Linked DNA regions of Mus musculus: region 1 is linked to region 2. The links are chromatin contacts, called in public HiChIP or PLAC-seq maps. All regions are on one chromosome and are shown on one strand. Each heading gives the region's core, a stretch centred on a gene start, on an enhancer-like site or on the middle of the called end of the contact. The rest is flanking DNA. Distances are from core to core; before and after follow the strand shown. Region 1 has its middle 46 kb from the start of Fam136a. Region 2 has its middle 61 kb from the start of Tgfa.

Region 1 (7,673 bases), core at 1,910-4,409, 180 kb after region 2:
TGGACATGGTTTGAATAAGTATGACCCCCAGAGACTCATGTGTTTGAATGCTTGGCCATAAGGAGGTGTGGCCATAAGGAGATGTGGCCTTATTGGAGGAGGTGTTGCCTTGTTAGAAGTCAGTCTTTGTGGAGGTGGAGCTTTAAGGTCTTAAATGATCAAGCTATGCCCAATAAGAAACACATCTGGTCCTCTTCTGCTGCCTATGGATCAAGATTTAGAACTTTGACTCTCCAGCACCATGCCTGCCTGCCTGCTGCCATGCTTCCCACAATGATGATAATGAACTAAACCTCTGAAACTGTAAGCCAGCCCCAATTTAATGTTCACTTTTATAAGAGTTGTCGTGGTCATGGTGTCTCTTCATAGCAATGAAACCCTTTCTAAGACAATGGGTTAGTTTACCCCATAATACTTGTACATTAGAAACTTGGTCCTGGTATAGCAATGCTAAGAGGTGGGGAGACCTTTCAGAGACAGAGCATTGGGTATGGAGGAAAGGAACATGGCTCCCCTTCTCCACTTCTGTCTCTCTGTCTCACCATGCAATCTGCCTCTAGCAGGTTCTCTTATGGCAATGCCATGAAGGGATGTAGCCAAGGAGTCCTCACTGGATTCCAGATAAGGTCACCCAGTCTTAGATCTTTGGCCTTCAGAATTGTGAGAGGAACGAAAACCTCTTCCTTATGAAGCACCCAACCTCAGCAACAGAAAATGGACACTCCTCTGGGCTCCTGGGGCTCTCTGAGGACAGTCTTTCAGGAGAATCCTTTCCTATCAGATTTATGCTCCCCCATAAGAGCTTGAACACTTCTTCAATCAGCATCCCTCTCTACCCTGAACCCTGAGACCTCAATGAGCCAACCATCCCAATAACCTAAAACATCATCATCTCTGTCCACCCGGAAAAATAAGGTCAGGGACCAGTGAGGACCCCTTGGCTACAGCACTTCATGGCATCGTCGTAAGAGGCAGAGACTGCATGGTGAGACAGGGAGACAGAAGTGGAGAGGGGGAGCCATGCTCTATACTCAATGCCCCATCTCTGAAAAGTCTCCCCACCTCTTAGCATTGCCACATTGGGACCAAATTGCTAACACACGAGTGCTCTGGGACAAACTAATCTAAGGGCATCAGAGTCCGACTCAGAAGGGTTTCCTAGTTTAGGAAGAATGTTTTCCAGAGAAGAGCTACATGGCCTTCTGGAGTTCTACTCTCTCTCCCAGAGGAGTCTCTGCATACCATTCCTAGTGGCCTCCTCAGAGAGGAGGCCATGTGATCACCCTTAGATCTCTACCAGGGCTGACCTCCAAAATCAATCTCACTTTGACTCCTTTGGCAGAGCACTCCAGTGTGTGTGCCAAGGAAGTGGTCCTTTGGCTGGGGTGGGGGCAGCAGGGGGCTGTTAGTCGGCAAGGAGAAGCCTTGTAACTGCAGCTGGGTCCAGTCATGGCATCTGAGTCTGGAAACCAAAGGCAGCATGGGTTAGAGAGAGGGGAGGGAGGCTTATTTAGAAACTACATCACACCATCCAAATTAAACAGACCATTTGCTCAAGTCCAATTTCCACCTCTGATCCTGTCTCCACTGATTCTTACCCTGTGTAAGAGCTTCCTCCCTTCCCAGAGTGCCCCCCCTTCCCCATGGATTCAAAGAATTCTCTTAATTATCTATAAAAACATACTGTCAGCCATGCTGCTTTCATGGGGCTCAAGCCTTACAGCTTAACTGATTTCTTCCCTGTCACGGTGACCAAATAGCTAGCAAACCAAGGAGGAAAGATGTCTTCTGGCTCGTGGTGCGAGGGATACAGTCCATCATGGTAGAGGAGGCATGGCAGCAAGACCCACACCAGTGTGAGTGAAAAACTGCTTGCTTCTGGGGCTGGAGAGATGGCTCAGTGGCTAAGAGCACTGACTGCTCTTCCGAAGGTCCTGAGTTCAAATCCCAGTGACCACATGGTGGTTCACAACTATCCATAATGAAACCTGATACCTTCTTCTGGGGTGCCTGAAGACGGCTATAGTGTACTTACATATAGTAAATAAATAAAATCTAAAAAGAAAGGAGAAAAGAAAAGACTGCTTGCTTCCATCTCAGCGGGTCAGGGAACAACAAGGAGGATGCAGGTACGCTGCTTATGTTTTTTTTGTTTTGTTTTTTTTCCCGAGACAGGGTTTCTCTGTGTAGCCCTGGCTGTCCTGGAACTCACTCTGTAGACCAGGCTGGCCTCGTACTCAAAAATCTGCCTGCCTCTGCCTCTGCCTCCAAAGTGCTGGGATTAAAGGCGTGCGCCACCACTCTTTTTTTATTCCTTTTTGTGCATATCTGTGTGTGGTGTGCTTGTGTATATGCATTTCTGGTATGTGTGTGGGGGCACACGTGTGTGCTTGAGTTTGTGTGTCTGTAAGCATGTGTGCATTTGAAGGCTCAATGTAAGGAATCGTCCTCCATAACTCTCCCACCTTGTTCACTGAGGCAAGGTCTCTCAATCAAACCCAGAGCTCACTGATATGGCTTGTCCCGCCAGCTGGCCTGCTCTGGGGAATAATGTCCTATCTCTGCCTTCTGGGTCTCTGGGGATCTGAACATGGGGCCCCACTTGTATGGGAAGTGCTTTAACTGTTGTGCCATCTCTCCAACTCCTTTTTATTCCGTCTAAGACCCCAGACCGTGGGATGGTGCCACCCACACTGACAGGACATCTTCCTCCTCAGTCACACCTCTTTAGAAATGTCCTCATAGACACACCCGCTCAGAGCCATATCTCCTAGGTGATTCTAAATCCAGCCAGGCCACAGTGAAGACTAACCTTAGAAGAAGTCATCGTCCTTTTGCCCTGGGAACGTATGTTCCACCCACCAGGAACCATGATTCATATCTTGCGAACGTTTGCCTGTTTTGTGCAGAGATCTTGTTTTGTGTTTCTGAGGAAACTGTGAGCTCCCTGGAGCCCAGAACTGGGCTGTGTATATATTTTGTTTGTGACAGTAAGTGCCCTGTGGTTCTGAACTCTTAGGAACTGTTCAGGTGTTTGGAGCTGTACTGAGCTGAAGGGAATTAAAGAGAGACCACAGCCAAGCATGACGTCACCAGGCACCGACTGGGGAAACGGATGGTGGATTCCAATGTCAGGTGAGTCACAGTAGGCAGGCCCAGAATGTATGATGAATCACACACAGGCCAGTGCCTGATACAGCAGCTATGCAGATACTGCACTGGAGAGCTCTGTCTGAATGCTCAGAGAGGAAGAAGAGGGTGGCCTCCCAGATATTTGGATGAAGACAACACCAACTCACAACTAGGCTAATGCCTGGCGGAGCCTCACTAGGTCAGGGGCCTGGCCCCAAAGGGTTGCTGCTTATTAATCCAAAGCAAGGACGGAGCGCAAAGCATATGCATTCACCTCCTGCTGTGTCCCAGGAACCCAAGGGCCTGGGAGCTGCACGACTCCCCAGGTCACAGCAACAGCCACAATGCCTCAGTCTCCCACCTCCAAGTCCAGCTGTTCCCAAGCTCAAGCAAAGAAGGCAAAGAAATACAGGTATGATGGCACATGCCAGCTCTAAGGGGGACGAGCCAGGAAAGATCACAAGTTTGAAGCCAGCGTGCTACAGAGTGGAACCCTGTCAAAAGAAAAGAATTTTAAAAAGTGAACATTGTGGTAAAACTTGGTGAGGGAACAGGACAATACCCCTTGTGTGGATGTGCACATGTGTGTGGGTAGGTATGTACATGTGTGTGCATATCTTTGGAGGCCAGGAGTCAACCTCAAGTGTCATTCCTCAAGAGCCATGTGGTGGCTATTCTTGGTTGTCAACATGATTGCATCTAGAATTTGCTAAAACCCAAACAGCTAGGCACACCTCTGAGGAAGTTGTTTTCTTTTTCTTTTTCTCCTTCTTTTTCTTTTTCTTTTTCTTTTTCTTTTTTCTTTCTTTTTTTTTTTTTTTAATTTATTAGATGTAGGTACACTGTAGCTGTCTTCAGACACTCCAGAAGAGAGTGTCAGATCTCGTTACAAATGGATGTGAGCCACCATCGGAAGAGCAGCTGTGCTCTTAATGGCTGAGCCACCTCTCCCGCCTGGAGGTTGTTTTCTTAATCGAATCATTGGATGTGGGAAGACCCACCTTTAATCCAGACCTTTTGAGGTGGGAAGATCCACCATTAATCTGGGCCATATGGTTTGCTGGCAGTCTATATGAAGGACACGGGAAGAGGAAGCTTGCTCTCTTTGCAGGCTTGCTGCTGCTCTTGCTGGCAAGTCCATTCCTTTACTGGCATTAGAGCCTACCCTTAGGGGATTCCGGTGTACACTGAAGACCAGTCAAAACATACAGCCTCATGTACTGAACAACTACTGGAGTCTTGGTACACTGTCTTCCATTGGTAGATAGTCATTGTTTGACTAGCTGGACCACAGCTTGTAAGCTGTTCTAATAAATCTCCTGTGTGCGTGCGTGTGTGCGCATGCGTGTGTGTGTGTGTGTGTGTGTGTGTGTGTGTGTATGTGTGTATGTGTGCGTGTGTGTGTGTGTGTGTGTGTGTGTGTGTGTGTTCATTCTATCAGTTCTTTCCCTCTAAAGAACACTGACTAATACAGTCCATCCATCCATGCTTTTTTTTTTTGAGGCAGGGTCTCTCCCTAGCCTGGAGTTTTCCAAGTAGCTGGCAAGCCCCAAAGATCCACCTGTCTCTGCTCCTTCTTGCTGGGGCTACAGACATGTGCCACCATGCTTAGCTTTCTTCCTTTTCTTTTTTTCCATGGATTCTGGGCTCAAACTTGGGTCCTCAGGCTTGCAAGTCAAGCATTCCACCAACTGAGACATGTCCCCAGCACCCCCCCCAGGACAATATCCCTTTGCAAGATCACTGTAAATTATAATAGGAACCTTCTACAAATCAGGCAGAATTGGTGGAGTTCATGGTGAGCAGTACATGGAGTATTCACCAGAGTCATGCTGTTGGCCCAGGCTACTACAACCACATAATGGGGCTCAGCCAACTGTGAGGAGACCCTCATACCGAAAGTTCTAGAGACTGGGAGGCAAAGACCCAAGTATCAGCATGGCTGCTTTTTCCTGAAGCCTCTCTTCTAGATGCTCCCACAGCACCGCATGCTTCCCTCTGTGGGCATGTCCTACAAGGACACCAGTCATGAGCCACAGGGAGTCTTGCTAACAGTATCATATCGCTCAATTAGCTCTTCAACATCTCCAGACCTGGAGGGTCCAGTGTCCCCTCTTCAACATAGGACATTGGAGAAGGCACAGTTTGGCCCAGAGCACCCAGTCATGTCTTCCTCTGAATATGCTGGTAGGAGTTGTCAAAATGCTCCCCCTCTCTCAAGGGTATGTGGGCTAGTGTGTTTGAACATTGATCTAGAATTTACCATGAAGATGAGGGTCTGCAAAGTCCAACAGCCATAACAGGACACAGCCTTGAGGGTCACCACCTAGCACTCAGGAGGAACTGCCCTGGACTGGTCTAATGACCTTGTCACATTCTCTCAATGTGCTCCACCCAGCTCCCTGTGCAAGTACAGAGTAAGTGGAGAACTTTCTAGAAGAAACAGAGATTCATCTGCCCCTTTTGACATGGAACAAGACTTCTGGGTTAAAGAGTGAAGGGCAGCTAACTGGATGTGGTAGGATCACGCCTGTGATCCCAGCACTCTGAAGATCGGAGGCAGAAGGTTCAGAAGTTCAGGGTTATCCATGACTACATAGGGGATTGAAGGCTATCCTGGGCTGCATGTGGCTCTGTCTTTTAAATTGAAGAAAAAGAAGAAGAAGAAGAAGAAGAAGAAGAAGAAGAAGAAGAAGAAGAAGAAGAAGAAGAAGAAGAAGAAGAAGAAGAAGAAGAAGAAGAAGAAGAAGAAGGGGAAGGGGAAGGGGAAGGGGAAGGGGAAGGGGAAGGGGAAGGGGAAGGGGAAGGGGAAGGGGAAGGGGAAGGGGAAGGGGAAGGGGAAGGGGAAGGGGAAGGGGAAGGGGAAGGGGAAGGGGAAGGGGGGGAGGGGGAGGGGGAGGGGGGAGGGGGAGGGGGAGGGGGAGGGGGAGGAGCTGATTTGTAAAGAACTTGGCTACTATGCAGGAGTCCTGGGCTCATACCCAGAGCTTGGGTGCTGGATAAGATAGTGTAACCCCTTTATCCCAACCCTTAGAAAATGGAGGCAAAAGGATCAGAAGTTCAAGGTCCTCCTCAGCTACACATCGAATTCAAGGCCAGCCTGGGATCCATGAGAAGCTACAGTGAATGAGAAAAGGAAGGCTCCTGGCTCCTCCACTCAAGACCTGAGGCCGCCAGGGCTGCTACCAGCCTAGACACCAGCCTAGACACCAGCCTACACTGTGTGTGTGGGGGGGGGGGGGGGGGAGCTCCTCCCTCTGCTTCACGCTTTCTTCAGATTCTTCAAGAGGCTTCAGCAGCTTCCTGCAGACAGAAATCTGCCACTGCCTGCCTGCTTTTGGAAACTCATGAAAGCAAACCAAACACAGCACCGGGCTGTTCCCCATCTGGGAAACCATCTTCTGATTGGTTTTACTTTTTCTTTTCTTTTAGTCACAAAGACAGCATGTGAACCCTACTACACAGAGCCGGTTGTATGCTGTTTCTCAAAATAGACAGAGTGGATGTGTTATGAACTAAGCCAAAGTTGGAGGAAGAAGAATTGATAAGCAAAAACAAAACAGATTTAAAACAAAAAAAACAAAAAAAACAAAAACAAAAAACAATCCTAGGGCTGAAGAGACCACGTGGGGGGTTGAGTGTGCGCTGCTCTCAGAGGGCCCAGATTCAGCTCCCAGCACCCCACTCTCAACTGCCTATGGTGTCAGCTCCAGGAAATCCAATACCCTCTTCTGGCTTCTGTGGGCACCACATATATACAGAAATCCACACACAGACACAGATACAGATACAAACACATTAAAATAAAAATAAATAAATAAATAAATAAATAAACAAACAAAACAAAACAAAACTCCCCCCCCCCCCCGCCCCCCACGAGACAGGGTTTCTCTGTATGGCCCTGGCTGTCCTGGAACTCACTTTGTAGACTAGGCTGACCTCGAACTCAGAAATCCCCCTGCCTCAGCCTCCCGAGTGCTGGGATTAAAGGCGTGCGCCACCATTACCCTCTTGCCAAGGAATTTGAGACGCGGGCAGGGCAAGTTTGTCTAGATCCTACCAGAGCAACATGGAGGGAACATCAGAAATGCCTGTGACCCTGGCTGACTCAGCAGAGCTCATGCAAATGAGCATGTAAATGAGAATGCAAATGAGCACGTCTCCCCACCTACCCAGCCGCACAGCTTTGTGAACAGGGTGGAACTTGGGTTGCTTGATGACTCTCAGGTCAAACAGTCCCGTGGTCTGCATTTGTCAGAAGGCCTGGGTTTCACTGAACTAGGGAGCGAAACCCTCAAACTGCCCACATGTTTCTCATTCAACCCCCACTTCCTCCCACCAGGGGTTTTCCTTTGCAAAGTCGGTGGAGCAGGTATGGAAGGTGACTTCCCAAACCTGGACATAAAGGTACCTTTGCTTCCGGCTGAGGCAACACCATGATCTAGCCCCAGGGCCTTCACAGCCCAGTGGAAAGTATGGTGGGTTCAGTTGGGAGACTGAGCCCAGGAACTCGATCTAGCTATGGCGACACACATTGCCCT
Region 2 (7,587 bases), core at 2,059-4,558:
ACCTCCTGCTCTTATCCCCAAAGCCTCTGGGTTCAAAAACAAACAAAAAACAAAACAAACAAACAAACAACAAAAACCCCAGCATATTCCCACCCAGAAGACTGTGTCATCCAAACAATGAGACCACTGTCTCTTTCTTCCGTGACAGGAAAGACACCCATGACTACAAGCTCCTATCTGAGTCACTGTGGGCTGGAGTGGGTCATCTGGAGCAAGAGGAAGGTTATCAGTCATTGGGTTTCGGGAAAAGCTAGACCCAACCTGAGAGACAGAAAGTGAGCATCTTGGGACAACTGTAGCCCCCAATCTTCTAGTCACGGCTGGGAGTTCTGGGGTATGAAGGAGGCTGAGGTGTGAGAAGAGCTTCACAAACACGGAGTCTTCTCAGGGTGATGAGTGTTGCTACCCAGAATGCACTCTGAATCGTTCAGAGGCAGGGTGGATGTGGCTACCCAGAATAGACTCCTACTGTTCTCAAAAGTGTTGGACATTGCCACCCAAAATGCCCTTGTCTGTGTCTTCCCAACAGTAGGATGGAGACCGATACCCAGAATTCTCTGCATTCTGTCTGCACTCACGAGAGGAGGGATGAGATGCCCAAATCCTGGAAGGTCTTTTTAAAAAATATTTTCCCTGCTGCCTTTTGCCAAATTTAAAATTTCATCTTCATCTACTATGTATCATTTATTCCATTTGTTTAACTCTCAATGAAGTCTGTGTTTTGTTTTAAGACTCTATTATTTAGTTTCATGTACATGTGTGAGTGCAGATGTGTGGGCAGAGACCAGAAGAGGGTGATGGAACCTCAAGCTGGAGTTCAAGGCCACTGTGAGTCCCCGGACCTTGGTGCTAGAGATCTGGGTGCTAGGAACTGAACTAAGCAGAAAATTCTCTTAACCTCTCTAGTCTTGATCTCTGAGTCTTGTCTTCTTTTTGAGATATGGTTTCTCTGTGTAGCCCTGGCCATTCCAGAACTTGCTCTATAGACCAGGCTGGGCTTGAACTCAGAGATTTTACTGTCTCTGCCTCCTGAGTGCTAGGATTAAAGGCCTAGCCACCTCTGCCAGGCAATCTGCTTTGTTGACAGCTGATTTAAAAAGCCTTCTTTGAGCTGGGCGTGGTGGTGCACGCCTTTAATCCTAGCACTTGGGAGGCAGAGGCAGGCGGATTTCTGAGTTTGAGGCCAGCCTGGTCTACAAAGTGAGTTCTGGGACAGCCAGGGCTATATAGAGAAACCCTGTCTCGAAAAAAACAAAAAAACAAAACAAAAAAAAAGCCTTCTTTGAAATGTAGATTGACTCCCTGCAGTCTTCCTGGGTCCTCTTCTTAGCTAGCTGAGAGAGCCACTTGTCAAGGACTGTGTAGAGAGTTGGGTAAGCCCTCCTGACTGAAGAGAAGACAGTGGTGCCAGGGAGAGGTAAGCCTGCCATGCTAAGAACAGAAAATCTGTTTTTCATACTGTTCAAAGCTGACTTGTTTCCCCTTCAAAATGTACATTCAAGTCTGAACGGCTTCAACTTATGGCCTGGCTTTCAAATAGAGTCCTAGCAGATGCAGTTGGGTAGAGCAAAGCCAAGCAGGACAGATGTGGCTCTAATCTAGCAGGCAGTGTCTATAATACACAGTGCAGCACAAGAGACCACTCTGGGGAGACACATATCCCTCCAGACCTAGGGGGGAGAAGGCAGGTGTGGTTGCAGGCAGAGACCAGGATAGTGCCAGGGAATTCCCAAGGCCACTCGACAGGAAAAGAAGGATCCTCTTTAGAGCATTTGTGGGAAACAAACAGCCATACTGCCCCCTTGATTTTGGGGTGGTATCCTCCAAAACTGTTAGAAAGCACAGCTTATTTTTTATAAGCCACCCATGCTGTGGCAAATGCACACACACACACACACACACACACACACACACACACACACACACACACACACACAAACACACACACTTCCATACATTGTGAGGGTACTAGATTCCATTCTGGAGTCCCCTGAGTGACACAGATGAAATCTTAAGGAGGGACCCACTCCCTCTTAGTTCCATGTGTGAATGGTATCGAGCTAATAGCTGTTGGGTGTATCCTGTGATGGGTTTGGGCAGATGAGCAGGAATCCCCTCTCAGGGAGGGGGCCTTCATATCTCAAAGGCAAGGTGGACATAGTCTGAAGCCTGGAGCAACGGTCTCTGTCCAGCCTCCCAGATCAAACTTCAAGGCCATCTTTAGGCTGAAAGCCAGACTTCAAAGTCTAAAGGTTTCTTACAAAGTCAAAAAGGAAATCTCTCCTGCTTTCTGTTCCTTTTTACTGTATTTCCCAGATTTCTTTAAATGTGGTTTCAATGTAATGAAAAATTATAATGGTTGGGTCATGAATGTTTCCCAGAGGCCCATGTAGTGAGGACTTGGCCACAGCCCATGGTGCTGTTGCAAAGTGGTAGTGTCTCTAAGTGGAGGGTTCATTAGAGAAAGTTACATCACTGGGGTGTGTTGCTGATGGGGATACTGGTACCCAGGCCGTCCTCTTCCTGTCTTTGTTTAGCCCATCATGAAGTAAATACCTTGTCCTTTGCCACCCTGTACTATCACCATGATATACTCTGGCACCAACAATCCCAAAGCAACATGGCTACACAAGCAGCATTAGGCCTTGAAGGCTGACACAGGAAACTTCTTCCCTTGAGTTCATTATCTTGGGCATGTTGTTAATGCAGCAGAAGGCTGACTAATACCACTGACACTTAGGATGTTGTCGAACTTGCATTTAAATGCTTTCTACTTACGTATCACTTGTTTGCCTCCATGTTTAGTGTAAGGCACATTCTATACTAGTATATAATATAATATAATGGCATGTTTTAATACCTCTATAGAAAACGAGAGGCTCGCTTAGGAAGAGTTGCCAATATTTTCCATGCCGTACATTGGGCATCGCAAAAGGCAGCACAGCCTTAGAGGCAGACACTAAACACCGGCTCCTCAGAGGTGCTAGTCTTTTAATGTTTTCTGATAATCTTTGTTTTGTTGAGGCACATTGTTTCAAACATCAAATTGATCTGGGAGAATACAACACAGCTCCCTTCCCACCTGTCCCTACTTTACACGTGCTGGGTCCTAACAGCTGCCACTGTGAACTGTTGTCATCACCAGACTGCACATCTCTGTGTTTCTAGCTCATGTTGTGAGAGCTGCTGTCTTGTCCTTGAGCCACAGACTTCCTGTGGTGGTAGATGAGAATCTGTCTCTCTTCCACCACCCCAGTATCTTTACTTCCTGTCCCCTCCCCTCCATGTAATTATTACAGTCCTAGGCCAAATCAATGGTCTCTGCTAATGTTGTCATGCCTGGACAAACATTACTCACAGCCCAGCCTTGCCCAGTGGTGAGGTTTCCTTCCTTACTTTTTGTTTTTAATCTATAGTTAATAATTGCCTTCTTTTTATTGACTTAATTTTTTTTAATGTATTTTTACCTTCCAGAAGTTACTCAGAATAATTTTCTGTTTAAAAAAAAAAAACTATGAGAAGCATGAACCTTTCCTCTTTATAATCTCCCCCATGTATTTTGCTATAGTGATTGAAAGCCCATTGACACAAGCTTTGTGTCTCTAATGTTGCTACTGAAAAAACCAAAGCAATTCAGATTCTTCTTTTTTTTTTTTTTTTTTCTGTCTTCTTCCTCTCTGAGAGCTTGTAGGATGTTCCCGTTGCCCTCACAGTTCTGAAGCTGTGTAATGATGTACCTTCGTCTGGATTTACTGTTAAGCAATTGGCGAGTCCCAGAAGACCATTTGCGTCTAAAGAGTCATGTCCGTTGGTTTTGGGAAATTCTCTTACGCTGTTGTTGATGATTGTTATTGTCAATCTCCTCTGCTCTCTCTTAAATTGCTACTGGTCATATTCGGATCTCGGATTTCTTCTAGTTACCCTCTGATGTTTGTACGTCATCTCTCCTGCTTTCTGTTTCTTTTATTGTATTTCCCAGAAGATTTCATCCAATGTAGTTTCAGGTGTTTCTATTGAGTTCTCATTTCTCACATATTTAAATTTTCTTAAATGCACACACATATACTAAAAACTAAAATAAAATTTTCTGTACAAAATATTCAGCATTGTACAGTCTCCTAATTTTTATTTTCCACTCCCCATTCCACTTTTTCAGTTTCAACATTTTGTATCCTTTGCATATTTTTATTCATCCTCCCCTTGTGAGTATTTTTAAATCTTTTACATGTAGAGACAGTAGATATATTCAGTCGGGCACCTTAAACCTGGAGGCCCTTGTGGCTAATTTCAAACTACAATTATAGCTAACTTTTATTGATGAATTTGAATGATTTGGTTTTACTTTTGTGTCATATACCTGGATGTGCCTTTGGAGACCAGCAGAGAGCATCAGAGCTCCTGGAACTGAAGTTTCAAGTGGTTGTGAGCCACCTTGTGGGTCCTAGGACCTGAACTTAGGTCCTCTGCAAACACAGAAAACACTCTCATCTGAGCCATCTCTCCAGCCCTTCATCTTAATTATCGATTATAGTCACCCACCCACTCTCCTAACTCCCTCAATCCTCATGCAGCTCATAGGAGGAAACTCACTGTGACTCAGCAGGGAAGCCAGAGCATGCAGAGGAAACGTGCCTTGTACAAAGTTTCCCATTGAGGAAGAAAGGAGAAACCGTTGGGATTGAGACGCAGAATTTAGCCTGCACTCTGTCTCATCTCAGAGTTATTACAATCCTTTCTTTTCATCTAAAGTTTGGTTACCAAAGACAAAGAACATGAAAGGATTCCCTTCACTTCTCATCTAGACAGATAACAATGCTTAGCAGAGCTGCCGCGTGTCAGGCTGTGCACAATTCCCATTCAACGCTCAGCATTCTCAAGTGGTAGTTATTAATTGGCATTAAGTGGTAGTTATTAATGGGCTGGCAAGATAGCTCAGTGGATAAAGGTGCTTGCCATAAGTCTGACAACCCAAATTCAATCCCTAAAACCCACCTGGTAGGTAGAGAGGACAGACTCTCAAAAGCTGTCTTCTGACCTCCACACTCATGCTGTGGTGAGCATCCCCTCACCCCATATCACACACAATAAACAATAACTTTTTTAATTACCACTGAGGCTCAGGAGCCTTAAGGAATTTGCCAAATGTTCATGTAACTTCAAAGCCAAGGAGACTCTAAGCTATGCTCAGAATTTTGGGAAGTGTCTATGGCCAGGGCAGAACAAAGTGTGCTGTGTCCAAACACTTAGCAAAGTAAACATTCTGTGGCTCTTCACTCTAGTTGTCATCTTCAGGGGTCCAGGTATGCATATGGGAGAGATCGCCTTTCTCTGTGTCCATAGCAATAATCTTCTCTTTAGGTTTTACCATTTTAATATTTTAATTTGGTGCTGGTATTCTTGTATTTTAATCTGTCACTGTCACTTATTTTCTAGTAGTGACTATTTTTCTTCAGTTCAGTTATGCCTTTTAAAAAGTTTTGTGTGTGTAGATTTGTGTCTCTCTGTGTGTGTGTATATATGTGTGACACTATGCCATGTGTGCGCAAGTGTGCTTAGAGGCCAGAAGAGGGCGCTGGATCCCCTGGAGACAGAGTGCATGCAGATAGTTGTGAGCTACCCACCATAAGTGCTGGGAAACAAACTTGGGTCTTCCGCAAGAACACCCAATGAGTGTGACTGAGGTGCACTCATTCAGTCACTGGCTGGAATTGCTATGAAACAAATGTGTTGATGGGCCTAGGGAACAAAGTTGGGTTCTTGTTCCATCACATTGCCTGTGATAAAAGATCCAAAGGGTGCTTCTCATGGGAGCCACACTTTCTATGTTCTATACTTATAAAAGAATTGTATTTCAACCTGAAATTTTGTGGTTGATAGTTTAGCAGGATATAGAATCCAGAGGCAAATTAGTGTTCCCTCAGAACTTTGAAGGGTTAAGTCCATTGTCTTGTGGGCTAGAGGGATTGCTTAGTGGTTAAGAGTGTGTACTGTTCTTGCAGAGGACCTGATTTCAGTTTCTAGCATCCACACTGGGTAGTTCACAACTCCCTATAGATCCAGCTCCAGGAGACTCCACACTGGCCTTCGCTGGCACCCACACAGGTGTGCACTTACATACATATACTCATATATACACGTAATAAGTAAAATCAAACATTGAAATCCATTGTCTTCTAGAATCCAGTTTCTGATGAGAGCTCTGATATCGATCTGACCTCTGTTTCACAGAATATGTGTCTGTAGTTCCATCTGTCTATCTTTATCTCTTTTCTTTTAAAATCCATATCTCTGCTTTTAGTTAGCTACCTTTGAACTGTAGAAATGTGTTAAAGATGTGTATGACTGACAGCGCTATATGAACTTCATGTGTGTGAGGTTTATGCATGTGTGTGTATAAGTGACATGTGTGTGAGTGACACACGTGAAAGCCTGAGGACAACACTGAGGGTGGCTGCTTTATCATTCTCCACATTACCCCCTTGAGACAAGGTCTCTCACCCACCTGGAGCTTTCTGCCCTTTGGCTCAGTACACCAAGCAAGCCTCCAAGATCTTCCTGCAGCTACCTCTCCCAACACTTGGTAGCGGTGTATGTGCACCCAAACTCTGCATGGGTCTTGGAGATTCAAATTCCAGTCTTCATGCTTATGTTCCAGATACCCTTACCCTCTTATCCTCTGGGCCACCTCCCACCTGGACTTTTTACATTGGAAAATGATTTTCTGTTCTCAGCAAAGTGTTTTAATCCTGCATCTGATGTGCTTCCTGTTTCCTTGCTGGGTAGCATCTTAGTTGGATAACTGACTTTCTGAATTGATTCTTTAAGCTGCTCGTCTGTCCCGGAGGGTCCCCCTGGGGCCTCGTGTTCTGGAATATCGTTTTGACTTCATCTTTTAACTATTCTCCTAATCTTTCTTATTAGTTTCCTTGTTGTCCCATCTATGGACACCCTGCTTTTGTTTTTGTGTGTATCTTCACAACATCTCAAAAAGATCCTAATTAAAGACTTGGATTTCAGTTGTTTTTGCTTCTGTGTTGAGACAACTCTTCCGTGGACTGTTTGCACACCTCTGTCGTTTCACTCACGGGGTGTTTGGCTCCTCCCTGGGGATTGTCCCATCATCCATAATGATAGAGAATGGTTTTGGTCTTCTTCCAGAGCCATCACGGGGTTCCCTCCCAGGGCGTGTCTGTTTTTCTCTCCCAGGCTCTCTTGGGATGGGTGTGCTGACCAGAGGCCTGCAAGGCTGGGGAGTAGCTCCTGGGAACTAGCACACAGATTGCCAGCCTGAGGATGGGGTTCCCCAAGCGCATACACAGACCTCTCCTCCCAAGGGCTCCCACTCTGGCAATCCTCTTGGCCTCAAATGTAAATTCAGCATCTCATGAGAAGAGCCTTGATGTGCAGGGAACAACGGGGCTTCCTGTAGACAAGTTTCTAGTGACACTGCAAAGGGTAGGGGACTTTGGAGTAATCCCTTTGGTTGGGCTCTTTCTTTCTTATACCTGCTCTGCATCCTCCTACCAACTGTGACAGGGGCTTGAGATGAGAGAGCGTGCAGAGGGGGTGATGGCTTCTTCCTTTGCT

The links. HiChIP or PLAC-seq counts read pairs in DNA pulled down with a chosen protein or histone mark.
Region 1: a contact with region 2 is called in a FOXA1 HiChIP or PLAC-seq map of pancreatic cancer cells. The contact joins two enhancer-like sites. A contact is called at or near these places in 2 of 15 datasets of contacts at CTCF or cohesin (the NIH/3T3 cell line and large pre-B cells), 2 of 484 Hi-C or Micro-C datasets (the G1E-ER4 cell line and embryonic fibroblasts) and 7 of 115 datasets of contacts at active chromatin or transcription factors (embryonic fibroblasts, embryonic stem cells, pancreatic cancer cells and 1 more).

What each region holds. Positions count from the first base shown.
Region 1 is chr6:86,315,917-86,323,589 of GRCm38.p6, forward strand. No RefSeq gene overlaps it. Among named protein-coding and RNA genes, the nearest start is that of Fam136a, 46 kb to the right of the region's middle. Within about 2 kb of position 3,160, at least 88 of the 459 cell types and tissues checked have an H3K27ac peak or open chromatin away from gene starts, as enhancers often do. A contact at or near this core is called in pancreatic cancer cells, where this site is marked.
Region 2 is chr6:86,130,848-86,138,434 of GRCm38.p6, forward strand. It overlaps the pseudogene Gm19596. Among named protein-coding and RNA genes, the nearest start is that of Tgfa, 61 kb to the right of the region's middle. Within about 2 kb of position 3,309, at least 27 of the 459 cell types and tissues checked have an H3K27ac peak or open chromatin away from gene starts, as enhancers often do. A contact at or near this core is called in pancreatic cancer cells, where this site is marked.